Linked DNA regions of Pan troglodytes: region 1 is linked to region 2. The links are chromatin contacts, called in public Hi-C maps. All regions are on one chromosome and are shown on one strand. The core of a region is the stretch at or near the end of the contact, and the rest is flanking DNA. Distances in the headings are between cores, read along the strand shown.

What was found. Hi-C and Micro-C count contacts between places; a contact is called where the count stands out from the background.
Region 1: a Hi-C map of stem cell-derived neural progenitor cells shows a contact between it and region 2, with 2.7 times the contacts expected there. The contact joins the enhancer-like site here to the promoter of COX7A2L in region 2. A contact is called at or near these places in 1 of 7 Hi-C or Micro-C datasets (stem cell-derived neural progenitor cells) and 1 of 1 datasets of contacts at active chromatin or transcription factors (stem cell-derived excitatory neurons).

Annotation. Positions count from the first base shown.
Region 1 is chr12:80,616,023-80,618,722 of NHGRI_mPanTro3-v2.0_pri, forward strand. No RefSeq gene overlaps it. Among named protein-coding and RNA genes, the nearest start is that of PKDCC, 54 kb to the right of the region's middle. Within about 2 kb of position 1,314, at least 13 of the 24 cell types and tissues checked have an H3K27ac peak or open chromatin away from gene starts, as enhancers often do. A contact at or near this core is called in stem cell-derived neural progenitor cells, where this site is marked.
Region 2 is chr12:80,354,348-80,357,047 of NHGRI_mPanTro3-v2.0_pri, forward strand. COX7A2L (cytochrome c oxidase subunit 7A2 like) reads left to right here and starts at 1,328. Exons shown (of 3, transcript XM_009442392.5): 1 at 1,328-2,086. The coding sequence starts at 2,015.

The DNA of each region.
Region 1 (2,700 bases), core at 64-2,563, 260 kb after region 2:
TCAGCTTCTTCTTTCCGCTCTTTTAGGTCTACTCTGTCTCCAGCCTGTGTTTTAATCACATAAAAAATGCTATTAAAAATGTAGAATCAAGGGCTGGACAGAGTGGCTCAAACCTGTAATCCCAGCACGTTCGGAGGCTGAGGTGGGCAGATCGCTTGAGCCCAGGAGTTCGAGACCAGCCTGGGCAACATAGTGAAACCCCGTCTCAAAAAAAAAAAAAACAAAAACAAAAACAAACAAACAAACACAAAATTAGCCAGGCGGGCATGGTGGCACGGCACCTGTAGTCCCAACTACTAGGGAGGCTGAGATGGGAGGATCGCTTGAACCTGGGAGGTCAAAGCTGCAGTGAGCCATGATCACGCCACTGCACTCCAGCCTGGGTGACAGAGCAAGACTGTTTCAAAAAGAAAAAGTTTAGAATCAAATTTTAAATTGTAAACTCTGATTGAGGTTGTTGCCTTCCAACTATGCTTATTCATCTAGAAAAAGAAGTCAGCATTTCTTGAAGTCTGGTCGCAGTATGGGGTCCCTGAGAGAAGGCCTCTCTAAAAATACCAGGGGGAGGGAGGGAGAGGTATGCGATTGAGAGTTAGGGAGGTGGTTCCAGAGAAGAGGGCAAGCCCTCAGGTTGGGCCGCCAGAGGCTCCCAGGAGAAGAAAGAAAGGGAAGCCAGGCCTGCATCCTGGTGGAGCCCGCTCCTCCCACCGCGGGGAGATCCGCCCTCAGCGCTGTGGTGGCCGGAAGTGCTGGTCTCGGGCGGGTGGGGGCGAGGGGCTGCCTGGGAGCTCAGTCTCCCGGCTGGGCTGGGATATTTATAGCACCTGGGTTTCTGGGTCTGCCTCCACCTGGATTTATTTATGCGGCCTGTGGCTGTGGCGCCTGTGGAGAATGAGGGGGTGGGGGGGGGGGCGGATCTCGCTGCAAGGGTCTAGTTCTTGGCCTTGGGACTCTAGCTGGACTGGAAACGACAAATCACAACCAGGGGCTGTCTGGGGGAACACAGGCAGAGCAGCACTTGGTGCTGCGCCTGCAAAGCCGCCGATGGTTGGGCCTGTTGAAACTCGGGGCTTTCCAGATTCACGCGGTGTCGCCTTTGCGGCCGCCGTGGGCGTGGGTTAGGCAGGTGTGGGCGACGGGGAAGCGATCCCCTCCCCCGCAAGTCACCCCGGGCTCCGGTTCTCACGCCTTCCTCCGCAGCTCCTGGGAAGAATTAAAGGCGGAACAATGTTCCCTCTCCGGAGGGATCTGTACTTGGAAAGAGAACTCAGAGAGCACGTGGTGGCCGGCCCCATCTGCAGACCCAAAACTAGAGAGTCCACGTTTGCGAACCCATCTGCACTTTCGACTTCCCCTGATCACTACGTGTCTGGCTGCTCCCAGACTGCGATGACATCATTTTAAAAAAATGTAAATAACTGTCCTTTGGGTCTTTCAAGAACCTAGTGATTGAGGAGAGGGCAACGGTGAATCTCGAGGAAGGCTGTGTCGTGGGACCTTCAGGCATTGTTTAATCTGTGCAGGGCGCAGTCTTGGGCAGGCCCCAGCCCTCTCCTCTGCCCACTCGCAAAGCCCGGCCTGCTTGCTCCACCGGCAACTGGGCTGGAGGAGAGGCGAGGGGCAGGGTGGGCGCCAGGACCCTCGTGGTACCTAGGGAAATGAAAATCGCGTTGACAGTAGTCAGACGCTTTCCTTTTCTCATTCACCCCTCGGGCAGCACAACGAGACAGGCACTCCTGCCAACGTCCCCATTTCACAGATGGAGAAACTGGGGCTTAGGCAAAGCAATTTGCCCCCGGGTGACGGAGCAAGCATCAACTTCAGTTTCCAGCTCGGACGCGAGGGGCCGTCGGGGGCGTTCCGGGGAGGGGGTGCCTGGGCCGGGGGCGGCCACGCGGGGCTGGGAGAGGTTCCAGCAGCGGCGCGTGGTGTAGCCGGCGTCCGGCGGGACTGCACGGGCCTGGAGCTGCCAGAAAGGCCGGTCTGGTGGCCCGGGACGAGGGGGCGGCCTGCCCGGAATCCCGAGCAGTACGGCGGAGCCGGGGCAGCTGCCAGGCGCGGCTGGGGACCGGCTCGCGCTGCGGTCGGCGGCGGGCAGGCCACATACCGCGCGGCGTGGAGGAAATGTCTGGGATTCCTCCTGCGGCGCCGCGCGGGCCTCGGGGAGGGCGGGGCTCCCCCAGTGTGTCGGGGCGGGGGCGGGGGCGGGGCGCGGCGGAGGGTGAGCGGGGATCCTGGCGCTGGCGGGGGCGCCCCGACCTGAGTCCTCGTCCCTGGAGCGCTCCCGCCACTTTGCCAGCATCTGGGCCTCCAGAGCCCCGTGAACCCTCGGGAAGGGGAGCACGTGAAGGGGCTCCCCGGCCACGCCCAGCCTCCTGCCCAGTCTCTGCCTCAGGCCTAAGGGTTCAAGAGGGGCCTGAGTCACCCGCCTGCAGAGCGGCCCTGCAGCCCCTGCTGATCCGAATCAGGCCCTGCCTTCTGGGGTGGCGCACGACACGCGTGGGGCCCAGCGAAGAGGATGCTGAGGACCTGGACTCTGCTCCGGACAGTGAGGCCTCCGCAGGTCCCAGTTTCAGCTTTGGAAAGTCCTGGCCACTGACGTCCTCAGTGTTCTAGGCCCAGCCTCGGGCCTTTCTGCTGCAGGCATGGTGGGCCAGGCGGAGTCGGCTTCTAGGGGATGAGGCTTGCCGTGAGAGAGAG
Region 2 (2,700 bases), core at 78-2,577:
GGCACGGTGGCTCATGCCTGTAATCCCAGCATTTTGGGAGTCTTGAGTTTGGCAGATCACTTGAGCCCAGGAGTTTGAGACTAGCCTGGGAAACATGGTGAAACCCCGTCTCTACTAAAAATACAAAAAATTAGCCAGGCGTGGTGGCGCGCATCTGTGGTTCCAGCTACCCGGGAGACTGAGGTAGGAGAATCACCTCAGCCTGGGAAGTCAAGGCTGCAATGAGCCGAGATCACACCACTGTACTCCAGCCTGGGACAGAGTGAGACCCTGTTTCAAAAAGAATTAAAAAAAAAAAAAAAAAAAAAAAAAGGAAATCACTAGACCCAAACCAGTTATCCTTGGAGAAATATGGACATAAACCCAAATTGCATATTCTTTCCATTATATCACAATGTCTCTTTGTAAAAGTGGCAACTTTGGGCTGGCTTACCTGAATTCGCTGAAACCTTTACAACATATTGGCGGTGCTGAATACTTGGGGCTCTTGAACGTAGGCCTGCAACCAGGATGCTGGTGTACACCCTCACCCTGGAATGCTCAGCCTTGATCCTCCTCTTTTCAGAATGGCTTCATATCTATTTATTTGTAACATAGTGCTTAACAGTAGGAAGTCTTGAGCCAAATGCCTAGCTCTGCCACTTATCCCTGACCTGAGCAAGTTACTTAGCTTCTCCAGGCGTCATTTTCCTGTATTCTAAAATGGAGATGATAATAGCACTTACCTTATAGGATTGTTGTGAAGATTAAATGAGTTTAGGGAAATGCTATATATAGGTTAGTATCATCCATCAATTTGCAACATGATTTCATAAGTGCATCTAGAATATGCTTGTGTAAACCTATGGTTAGATGATGAAGCTAAGAAAAGCCTGAGTCCATCCCTGGAGAGTAAGAAACTAGTATACTCCTTTTACACAGTACCTTGTACACAGCACAGGCTTAACAGACATATTTAAATTGAACTGAAGCGAATACTACCAGAACTGAAAGTGGTAGTTCCAGATCTTTCAGGCTCAAGGTCCAGATTTTACAAGTGTTTCTGATCACCCTCCCCCTACCTCATTTATCGCAAAGAGCAGAGGCCAGGAAAAGGATGAATAATCAATGACCTTAAAACTCAGGTGAGAATAAAAACCAGTTCTGAGAAACCGTGTGACATTTACATCCTGGTACCTGAGCTTTAGATCACTCTGCATGTGTATTTCCTCTGCACAAAGCCCAGGAGGCTACTTTTATATTATTGGGGCAAATCTCCCAACAGCCCTCGGTACTAAACAGCCTTCAGCAGGTGCTTCCCAATTTTCTTATTTGCTTCAACTCCCAGGTTGCCAGGGGAAGCTTGGCCGACAAGTCTATACTCCTGGGCAGACTGAGCAACAGCAGGTGGTTGCTTCTGGATAAGAGGTGCTCTAGGTCGGAAGGAAATAAATGAGACTACGATCAGTTAAAGTTCGGTAAAGCAAGAGACGCCTTCACCCCGACGACCAGACGGTGGCTCCGCAGCACAGACTCTCTCGGATGGTGGAATTCCCAACCGGCTTCGATGTAGCCCCGCCCCTACCCAGACCACGCCCACCAATCACCGCCCTCTCCCCCCCAGGCCCCGCCTAGAGCCTGCCCCTCCTAGAGCATGCTCCACCTGACTCCGACACTGCCGGGCTTTGTCCGCCGGGCTTAGTCCGTGGGGCGCTTGCGCATTTCTTGAGTTGTCGTGGCACTGCCCAAATCTGAATGGGGGAAAGAGGGAACTTCATATTTCCTACAGACTCCGCCACATCGACTTTTCGTGCTCTCTTAGAGCTGGTTTTGCCTTTCGTGGTCCTGAGAACCCTGGCTTTTGGTTCCCCAATGCGGCTTAAGTGTGCAGGTTTTAAGTTAGGCGATCTTCGGGCAGCCCTAGTCCCAGCACCGGGTCCTTGCGCTGAGTCTCGGGACCACAGCCGGGGAGGCGGGGTCCTTCTTTGGGGCGGTCGCGTTGGCAGCGGATGCGGGAAGCCGGACTCTGGGCGTCATGTACTACAAGTTTAGTGGCTTCACGCAGAAGTTGGCAGGAGCATGGGCTTCGGAGGCCTATAGCCCGCAGGTACGAGTGGCGCCTGGCCAGCTCGGACATGAGAAGTGGCGGCCTTAGCCTCGGCGACAGGCAGTCGCGGCGCTGGAGCCAGGGGAGGCTTCTGCCCGCGGTCGAGTTCGTCTCTGTTCTCCTTGCACCTCCCGGGGCCTCTCCACACCAGCGTACTGTGGTCACTGAGGCTTCTTTTTGTGTACCTGCTCACCTGGCGGGGGCTGGCCTGGCGTGGAAGTTTGGTCTGGCTCACTGCAGGGGTCAAGGTGACCCCCGGGGTCACTTGTCTAAAAGGGATGGTTTGTGGGGGTCCCCAGTGTGACCCGAGTCAGAGGTCCGGCCTTCTCCCTCTCTTCGAAGACATCTGGCTTTCGGCTTCCTTGTCGTTTCTTTGTCATCTGCCAGAGCCCCATAGGCAGCCTCACTTGAGCTCGAGATTAGAGAGCGCGGGGATAAAGGCGTTTAGAGAAACCATGGTGCAGGGGGTTGGGGGGGCTATGATCTGGATTGGGAAATTTAACAGGTTACTTAACACGTCCAGGGAGGGAAGTTGCATGCAGCGAGGTTACACTTTCCCGATTGTAAAATATTTGACAGATGCTCGTTGTTTGGGTTGTCTGAAAAGTATTCCA